3 separate regions of the Sus scrofa genome follow, and regions 1 and 3 are each linked to region 2. Evidence: chromatin contacts called from public Hi-C and HiChIP or PLAC-seq data. All regions are on one chromosome and are shown on one strand. Each heading gives the region's core, a stretch centred on a gene start, on an enhancer-like site or on the middle of the called end of the contact. The rest is flanking DNA. Distances are from core to core; before and after follow the strand shown.

Region 1 (2,984 bases), core at 351-2,850, 830 kb after region 2:
TGGAGAAATAGACTTCACTTCTCGACAGGAGGAGCTGCAAAGCTACACGACAGCAATGGAATTTATGGCCATCAAACCTCTCCCTTGCTTTGGACCAGGCCCTGGGGATGCAGCCTGTCCCTCTGCAGCCCACACCGGAGGCAGAGGACAAAACAAATCAACAGTGAAAAAGGTCAGAATGTGCTGTAGGGAGAGAGGGCCTCCCTGAGATTCTTGAGCTGAGACCTGTGCATTGGAGTGTGTCTGTGTCACAAGTTTCCGAGATTCCAAGACACTGTCCTTGCAAAAGACACTGTTCTTGCAGGAGCCCAACAGCATGGCAGCTCCCTTGGAGCAGGTGGGCCGCATGAAAGGAAGGGCACGGGCAGACAGGACCAAGGGTGTGGTGCTATCAGTGGCAGTGGCGGGGAGTGGAGGGTGCCCCTGGGGCCAGAATACCTGTCTCCTTACCCTCACTGGCAGGCTGTGTGACACTGGCCATCTCTGTTTCTTCCCTTTCTGATGCCCCCTGCCCCCAAATGCCCCCCTGCCTCACACACTGCACTGGGAGGAACCACAGCTTTATGAAAATAGATGGACACACTCCACGGGGAGGTGCAGTCAGAGTGGTTTTTCCCAGCAGCATCATGCACAGATGTGGCACCAGAAGCACAGACGTTCACTGGACTGGATACCAGGACTCAGCTCTATTCCAGTGATGGGAGGGTTGAATGGAAGACAAGTGGTTGTCTTGCCACGGGGGTGGCGAAATCCTGTTTTGGGAGTGTGCATGAATACACCTCCTTTATTTATTTATTTATTTATTTATTTATTTATTTATTTATTTTTGTCTTTTTAAGGCCACACTCATGGCATACGGAGGTCCCCGGGCTAGGGGTCAAATTGGAGCTGTAGCTGCTGGCCTACAGCCCCAGCCACAGCAATGCGGGATCTGAGCTGTGTCTGCGACCTACGCCACAGCCCACCGCAATGCCAGATCCTTAACCCGCTGAGCGAGGCCAGGGGTCGAACCCAGGTCCTCATAGATACTAGTTGTTGAGCGCTGAGCCACGACGGGAACTCCAATACACCTCCTTTTAATCTCCCTCCCTTCCTCCAGCCCTTTCCCTCCACCCCTTCCTTTGTGCTCTCCCTCTCCCAGGCTGTTTTCTTATCTTTCTCACCTCCTTCCCTTCACCTCCCTCCCACACCATCTCTTTTTCCATTCTATTCCTCAGCCCCCTCCTCCTAAGCTCCCCTTCTTCCTGCCTCTCCTCTCTTCTTCCCCCGCCCCGCGCTTCTCCTGAACCCTCCCCTTCCCCCGCCTCTCTCCCCATCTCCACCTCCCTTCCCCCGCCCCAATTTCTCCCCGACCTTGGAGCCTCCCCTCCTCACCATCTCACCTGCTCTTCCAACCCCCTAGCTTCCTCTTTCCTCCTCACCTCCTCTGACTCCCTTATTGCCTCTCTTCTTTACCTCCTCACCTTCCAACTTTTCCCCTGCCTTCCTCCACTATTAGCCCCACCGCCTCGCCCACCTGGGCCCGCCCCGCCCCGCCCCCAGCCATAGGCCCCGCCCTCTAGGGGGTCACGGGGTCCACGGACGCAGCCGCGGCCCCGCCAGTCACGTAGTCACGTGATGCGCTCCAACATGGCGGCGCCGTGGGGCCGCGGCGTCGCTTCCTGACTGGGCGGTGCGGACGGACGCGGCTGGTGCCGTCCTGGACGCCGGGCCCGCTGCCTCGCTCGCCCGCCCGCCCGCTTGCGCCGCTCGCCCGCGGGGCTGCCAGCCCCCGCCGGGCCGGGGCCATGCAGGAGAGCCAGACCAAGAGCATGTTCGTGTCTCGGGCCCTGGAGAAGATTCTAGCCGACAAGGAGGTGAAGCGGCCCCAGCACTCCCAGCTGCGCAGGGCCTGCCAGGTGGCGCTCGGTGGGTGAGCCGCCCCGGCCCGGCCCCCGCGCCGGCCTCCCCACACCGGCCGTTACCCCACCCGGCCTTCTGGGCGTCACTTCCCCCTGACCCTGAATCCTACCTTCCTGGCCTCCTCATTATACCCCCAGGGGAAACTGATGCCCCGGTAGCTCGAGACTGGCCCAAGGTCACCTAGCAAGTTGGTGACAGCCAGGGCTGGGTCTCCAGGGTCCCAGCCCAGGGTTTTTGCCACGACTTCTTGCCCTCCTGTTTCCTGTTCCTTCCCTCACCACCCGCAGAAGCAGCAGCCCTTGCTCTAAGTTTTTTCTTTACCTGGGTTTTGCTGGTTCGAGTTCCCCCATGTAAGCAGAGCAGGTGGAAAGAGCTGCCCAACTAGTTTAGGGAAACCCCTGAGACCTGCTTTGAAAGTGCCCAAATGATGAATGTTTTCCTTTCATTTGAGGATCGCCCATAACTCCCTCCAGAAGGCAATGTAGAGGGTTATCCTGCACCTCCCAGGTATCGTGGTGTGCAAAGGATCTGCTCATTCCGGGCGGTCCGGTAAAATAGAGGGTCTGTGAGGACAGAAATATTTGTCTTTTATTCACCGCTGGATCCCCTGCACCCACAACAGTGCCTAGCACACAGTAGATGCTGATTGTATGGACCCACAGATTACTGAAAGAGGGAGAGAACTCTGATTCATAGCTTGTTGAAAACCTTGATGATTGATTCCAACATCAACATCTTTTAGTTTCAGTCATTCAGCATATATTTATCAAATGCCCACCTTGTGTAGCAAGATACAGTGGGGTACTATACAGACAAGGTATTTGGCCTTAAAAGAGCTTAGACTTTAATCGGTGAGACTAAGTAAATTTAAAAATTATCAGACATTTTTGAATACTAAGTACTTTTGTAAAAGTAACTTTTAAGGAATTACTTTTGTAAAAGTAAAAGAAAAGAGCAAGATGTGATCAAGAGGCAGTCGGAGGATTGCTTTTCATAGGGTCCTCAAGAAAGTAATCCTTTCTGAGGAGGTGACATTTGGGCCAAGTATTGGAAGGCAGGAGGTGTCCACCATGTGGAATTTC
Region 2 (3,118 bases), core at 415-2,914:
GCGTGGCGCTTCAGCGGGTCAGGGGCGCGGTGGGAGGCCCTTGCCCGCTCGCCCAGCCCGCCGGCGGGGTCAAACGGGTCATCCTCCCGCGGTCCGCCGGCGCCGGAGCCACCCTGCAGCCGGCCGGGTCCCACCTCTGTGCTGTGCGCTGGGGCCGGAGCCGGGCGGTCCGGACCAGCCCGGGTTCACCTGGGTGGTGCTCCTGCCCGCGTTCACCCCGGGGCCGGGGCCGGCTCCGGGAGCCCCCGGGCCGCCCACCTGATCGCGGCGCTCCACTCACCAGCACGCACCCCCCTCGGCGGCCTCACCCGGCCCGGGGGCCGCCGCCTCTGCCGCAGCCCGGCCGGGCCGCGGGGCGCAGGGGACTCCGCGCCGCCGCCGCCTGCTGCTGCTGCCGCCGCCACCGCCGCTGCTGCTGCTGCATCCCCGGCGAGTGCTGCTGCTGCTACTGCTCCTCCTCCCCTCCCTCCGCCTCCTCCCGCCTCTCCGCCGCCGCCGCCCCCGGCCCCCGCCCCGGCACGCCGCCCTCGCCAAAGTCCGGGTCCGCGCCCCGCCCGGGCGGCTCTCGCAGCGCCCCAACGCCTTGGCACCGCCGGGGTCCGGCCCCCCGCCTGCCTGCCGGCCGCCGGCCTCCGCGCGGGGGAGCCGAGCGCGCGCCGGGGCGGAGAGCGGCGGGGGCCCCGGGGACCCACGGCGGCGCCCTCCCCGCGCCCCCCGCGTGCCAGCGCTTTACCTCTGGCTGGAAGGACTGGCGGCCCGGCTGGCCCTGCTGCCCCCGGCGCCCGGTTCCGGCCCCGAAGTCCAGCCCCGGACGGGGCAGTGGCGGAGAGCGGGGGGTCCGGACGGCACTCCGCCTCCCGATGCCTCGGGACCCCGCTGGCCGCGCTCCCGGCGCCGAGCGCGCACCCTCGCCGGGACACAGACGCACACTCACCCGACACACACTCGCGCCCGCTCGCCCTCGGCGGAGAGTTGAAACAGCTGTGGGATTCGATTCGCCCAGGAGCTGGAAATGAGGGAGGGACGCGGGCCAGAGCCGTGCGTGCGTGTGTAACACACACACACGAGGAGGGCATCTCTAATAAAGCAGAAATCACAATAAAGTCAGGAGGGCCATCGATCAGGTCCACTTGGCTGGAACGAAGAGAAAGAATCCTGCCTCTTTTCCGCTTTCTTTTTCTCCTGCCTCTGAGCTGGAAGGAGCCAAGTGTTCCGCGGGGCGTGCAACAGTCCGGACGGGCGCTCCCTCGTAATGACACGTTAATAAATGTTTTCTTTTATCTGCTGTCACAAGGGCTCACCCCGGTCTGCAAACACTCGACCGCCTTCGCTGAAAGCCGGCGCTCGCCTCTAACCACACACGTTTCCCTTTGGAGACGCCGGCTCGAGGCCGGGCGGGCAGCTAGATCGCAGGGTGAACTGCCCACGCGCCCAGGAAGCTCCCTGAGACATTAACTTGAGCTCACGTGAAAAGAGCTGCCGTTGCCCAGAAATGGTCCGGGAATAGGAAAGAAAGGAGGAGACACCGGCTTCCTCGAGAGGGGAGGAATTCGACTCAAGGTGGTGCTGTCCACCGTGCTTTCCACTGTCCCCAGCGTCCCAGGAGAGGCCTGGAGGGGGACAGGGCTGACAGCGGTGGGCAATGAGCTGGCAGAGAACCAACTAGTAGCTGCAGAAAACCCCGCTCAGTTGCTAAGGGAAAACAGTTTCAGCTGCAGAGAAGGGTACTTGCAGGCAGAGTAAGGGATTTAAACCTAGTAACACTCTTACAAGCTAAGTATCATTATACCCAGGTTACAGATGTGGAGACCAAGTCACAGAGAGGTTAAATAACTGGCTCAAGGTCACCCAAAGGTAAGTGGTAGACTCAGCACTCGAACCCAAGATGCTTGGCTCCAGAGTCATGTTTTTAATTCCCAGGCCATTGTTACTTTCCTACACAGCTGCTTCTTTCTCTGCTGTGGTCTTTCATGCTCGCTGGGGTCGTCATATTGAGTAGATAAAAATGCAGAAGGTGCATGAGGATATATTTACACTAAAAAATTCTTGTTGTTTATCTGACATGCAAATTGAGTGTCCTGACCCTGTCGGGGGCTTTGGACTCTCCCCATAATCTCCCTTAGCTACTGCAGATCATTTACAGTCTAAGTAAATCAGAAAAATCTGGAACTTGCTTTTCCAAATGAGATTCTGGTGCCCACCTTTCAGGACCACTGAGGCTGCTGATCAGCTGTCCTCTGGTTTCCTGGGAACAAAACCTGAGGCTTCTTGATTCACCCGTTCTGCCTCCTCTTTGCAAAGGGACATCTCTGCTGCGGAACCTCTCGTATGGTGCTGTCCAGGGCAAGTACAAAGCTAGCTATGTATGTAATTTAAAATGTTCTAGGAGTTCCCGTCGTGGCTCAGGGGTTAATGAACCCAACTAGTATCCATGAGTTGCAGGTTCGATCCCTGGCCTCGCTCAGTGGGTTAAGCATCTGGCGTTGCCGTGAGCTATGGTGTGGGTCACAGACATGGCTTGGATCCGCCTGGCTGTGGCGTAGGCCAGCAACTGTCGCTCTGATTTGACCCCTAGCCTGGGAACCTCCATATGTCACGGGTGTGGCCCTAGAAACACAAAAGACAAAAATAAAAAATAAATAAAGTTCTAGTGGCTGCATTAAAAAAGAAACAGGTGAAACTAATTTTCATAGTGTATTTAATCCAGTATATCCCAAATATTATCACTCAACATGTAATCGATATACAAATTATTTTTTCTTACTAGGTCTTTGGAATCCAGTGTGTATTTTACACTTACAGCGCCTCTTCATTTGGACCAGCCACATGGGTAGGGGCTCCCATACGGGATAGTGCCGTTCTAGTTGGTTCTGTGGCCCACACTAGGTTATCTCCTCTGGTTCTCTCCATCTTTCAAGAAAACTGATCCTCAGAAAGGTAGAGGGTCACAAAGTTGACAAAACGGAATTTTGACGCACCCGAGGCTGTGTCTGGCTTTGGAACATGTATTTCCTGTGGCAGGAAACGAACTGGGACCTCAGAACCCCTTGGGGGTGTCTCAGGGGCCTGGGGTGGGGGAGGGAGGTGAGATCTGCCGGGGACGGGATCTGCCTTTGGC
Region 3 (2,989 bases), core at 368-2,867, 560 kb after region 2:
GGCCTAGGGGCACACCTGGCTCCCTGGGCCTCAGTGTTCTCATCCTTAAAAACTGCGCAGGTGGTAAGCACCTGCCTTGGGGCCACTTCGAGGACTCCACGAGATGCTATAGGCACCGAGGAAGTACACCTGGATGATCACAGAAGCCTGCTCACTGGCCTCCCAGCTTCCCCACGTCACAGCCTGCAGGATCCTTTAAGTGTCAAAGTCAGATCCTGGACCTCCTCTGCTCAAAACCTGCCCCGGCTCCCACCCACTCAGAGTAACGGCCAAACTCCAACCACAGCCGGTGAGACCCGCACAGTCAGACCCCAGTGAGGACTCCCCTCCCTCCTCCCCTCCCCTGGCTCTGTTGCAGCCACAATGGGCACCTCACTGTGTCCCAAACACTGTGTGCAAGTTCCTGCCTCAGGGCCTTTGCAGCTGCTGCTCTGCCTGGAAGGCTCCTCCCCTGTGTCCTCCTGGCTCAGCCCTCCCCTCCTGCACTTAGGTCAGATGTCACCTTCTCAGGGAGGCCCTCACTGGCTGCCTTATGGAAACTTTCAACTGCCACCACCCCAGACCTTCTCATTCTCTTCCCAGCTTAATTTTTCCCCTTATCACTAAGTATGAGGGTTTCTCAACTGCAGCACTCTTGACACCTGGGGCAGGTAACTGTGCTGGGGGGCGGGCTGAGCATCCTGTGTGCTGCAGGGGGTTTAGCAGCATTCTTGGCTCTACACACCAGACACCAGTAGCCCCCGACCCCTTCCCGTAGTTGTGACAACCCAAAATGCCCCCAGACACTGCTGAGTGTCCCCAGGGGTAAAACTGTCCTGGTAACAACCACTGGTCTATACCATTCCTCTTCCTCACTTGCTTATGTCTGCCTCCCAAAACTAGGATATAAGACCACCTACAAAACCTCTCTGTTTTGTCCCTTGTTGGGTCCCCAGGGCCTGTAACAGTGGCGCTGGATAAATAACTGCTGAATGAATGAACTGGGTGAGCAAGCCCGCCCCCTCCCCTACTCACCACGGCTGGCGAGAGCAGGGACTGGCAGTGCAGGAGGACACCGGTGGCCGCCACCTGCTCCAGCCACTTGCGGCTGGCGTCCCGGCCGCTCTCCTCGTACTCGCCGTTGTTGTTGTAGCGGTAGCTCAGGGCTGCCAGCAGCTGCTCAGAGAAGGTACACACGGCGGCCACCAGGGCCTGGCAGAAGATGCTGTCCCTTCGCAGCTGCAGCTCTGTGTCTGTGGGCAGAGGGGGCAGGACCCCGCCGGGCAGGGCTCCTGTGACCTCAGGGCCCAGAAACGCCCCCTTTCCCAGACCCAACCACCTCTCTGGGGCCAACCTGCCAAAATTAATTCATCCCAGGCCCCAAGGCCAATTCCATAAACATCAACTCTCCAAAATCAAGCCAATTTGCTAAGAAACTCAACTCTGAATGACCCGTCTGCCTATTTAAAAAAAAAAAAAAAAACTTGTAATTTTCCAAAGGCTCTCCCCAAACCCTGACCCTCAGCTGTTTCTCCATTTGTTAGGAAATTTCTCGGCCTTGCCTGAGAATGACAGTGATGCCAAGCTCCATGTTTTAGGAAATGCAGTTTACCGCTTCCTCTATTTTGACAACTACGTCTTCTTCCCGTCATGCCCTCCACCCCCACTTCCCTGCCGCCTGCTCGTGACATGATTTCCAGGACTGGCCAACTGGGGGCAGTCATTCAGGGTCCCAACCTCCTGGAAGGGATTATTTTCAATGACTGAATCTGGCCATGGGTTTTCAGACGATTCTGACCTCAATCCTATTCTAGCTGCTGCTTGTCTGAGAACTTCTGGAAGGAAAGGAGGGTCTGAAAACACCTCCAATGTTCCAAGACTGTCCTCGCCCACCATGAACCCCCCTGCTCCCCTCTGTCTGCTGGGGAGGAAGCCCCCAGCTGAGGGAAGAGCCTCCCTAATCAAGGGTGCACTATCCCGTGTCCCCGTCCCGATCGCCAAGGCCTGGGAGGCGGCAAGAGACATTGCTGCTGGCTCCGGGACCCTGAGACTGGTCCCCTGGACACAAGGGGAAGAAGTGAGGTCTAAGGAGTTCTTGGAGGAGCAAGAGGCCACCGTGTTGCCTCCCCCGTGCAGGCCCCAATGACCTCAGGAAGGTCAACCTTGGCCAGCAGAGGCCTCCCTGGGCTGCAGTCATGAGAGCCAGCAGCCGTGAGTGGGTGCACACCACAGGTGCCCTTCCAAAAGCCCTCACCTGTGCATTTCAGCAAGGCCAGGAGCAGCTGGTTCTTTCCATCTGGAAGGAGAAGGACCGAGAAGGGAGATGGGATGAGAGCAGTGAGCGGTGAGCAGGAGGGAACAGAGCTGGGCCCTCCCCACAGCCCTCGGGCTCTGACTCCTCAGTGGTGACAGTGGGTACACACAGTCATGCTCAAGAAGCTTTGATTGACGTTGGGCGGATTCCAGAAACCCCCAGACCTCGGGGGATGGAAGCTCAACTGTGAGCTGCACCCCACCTGTTTACATACACCCGCCAAACGGGGACTGAAACCCACCCCTCCAACTCCTGGGCCAGAGCCCCCCAGCTGCACCTTGTACCTGTGCATGGGCACACACTGACACACCTATGTACATTCACGTGGGCGCCCACTCAGGTCACATACGTTCACACGCATGCTCAGTAGTCACATCCTACACGGCCAAGCCCTACCCGCGTGGAGACAAAGCTCACACCTGCCAGATGCAGGTCTCACATCCTGGTCTCCTTCCTTCAAATAAAGGCCCTTGGGCCCAGAAGGGGCTTAAAAGAAAAATCTGAAAGGCTTCTGGATTTGGCCTCTGGAAATACATTCTGTCCTGGGGAGGCGCCAAGACGCAGGGCTGGGTGTGGTGACAACAGCCACGTGCACTCACTGAGATTTACCAGCGCCAGGCAGGGCGCTAAGCATCTTCTTTGCATTGGCTCATTTAATTCTCACGAGAACCCTGAGGGGGGTAGCCTTGTGAACCC

What was found. Hi-C and Micro-C count contacts between places; a contact is called where the count stands out from the background. HiChIP or PLAC-seq counts read pairs in DNA pulled down with a chosen protein or histone mark.
Region 1: a contact with region 2 is called in a Hi-C map of epiblast stem cells, with 2.1 times the contacts expected there. The contact joins the promoter of ARFGEF2 here to the promoter of SULF2 in region 2. A contact is called at or near these places in 1 of 5 promoter capture datasets (fetal skeletal muscle), 3 of 47 Hi-C or Micro-C datasets (embryonic fibroblasts, epiblast stem cells and subcutaneous adipose tissue) and 1 of 2 datasets of contacts at active chromatin or transcription factors (alveolar macrophages).
Region 3: a contact with region 2 is called in an H3K27ac HiChIP or PLAC-seq map of alveolar macrophages. The contact joins the enhancer-like site here to the promoter of SULF2 in region 2. A contact is called at or near these places in 7 of 47 Hi-C or Micro-C datasets (embryonic fibroblasts, fetal skeletal muscle, mesenteric adipose tissue and 3 more) and 1 of 2 datasets of contacts at active chromatin or transcription factors (alveolar macrophages).

The regions. Positions count from the first base shown.
Region 1 is chr17:50,630,244-50,633,227 of Sscrofa11.1, forward strand. ARFGEF2 (brefeldin A-inhibited guanine nucleotide-exchange protein 2) reads left to right here and starts at 1,601. Exons shown (of 39, transcript XM_003483981.4): 1 at 1,601-1,908. The coding sequence starts at 1,788.
Region 2 is chr17:49,803,454-49,806,571 of Sscrofa11.1, forward strand. SULF2 (extracellular sulfatase Sulf-2) reads right to left here and starts at 1,665. Exons shown (of 21, transcript XM_021077816.1): 1 at 935-1,665.
Region 3 is chr17:50,363,499-50,366,487 of Sscrofa11.1, forward strand. It overlaps PREX1 (phosphatidylinositol 3,4,5-trisphosphate-dependent Rac exchanger 1 protein), which reads right to left. Exons shown (of 40, transcript XM_021078040.1): 31 at 2,234-2,275; 32 at 1,015-1,232. Among named protein-coding and RNA genes, the nearest start is that of PREX1, 190 kb to the right of the region's middle. Within about 2 kb of position 1,618, at least 2 of the 83 cell types and tissues checked have an H3K27ac peak or open chromatin away from gene starts, as enhancers often do. A contact at or near this core is called in alveolar macrophages and retroperitoneal adipose tissue, where this site is marked.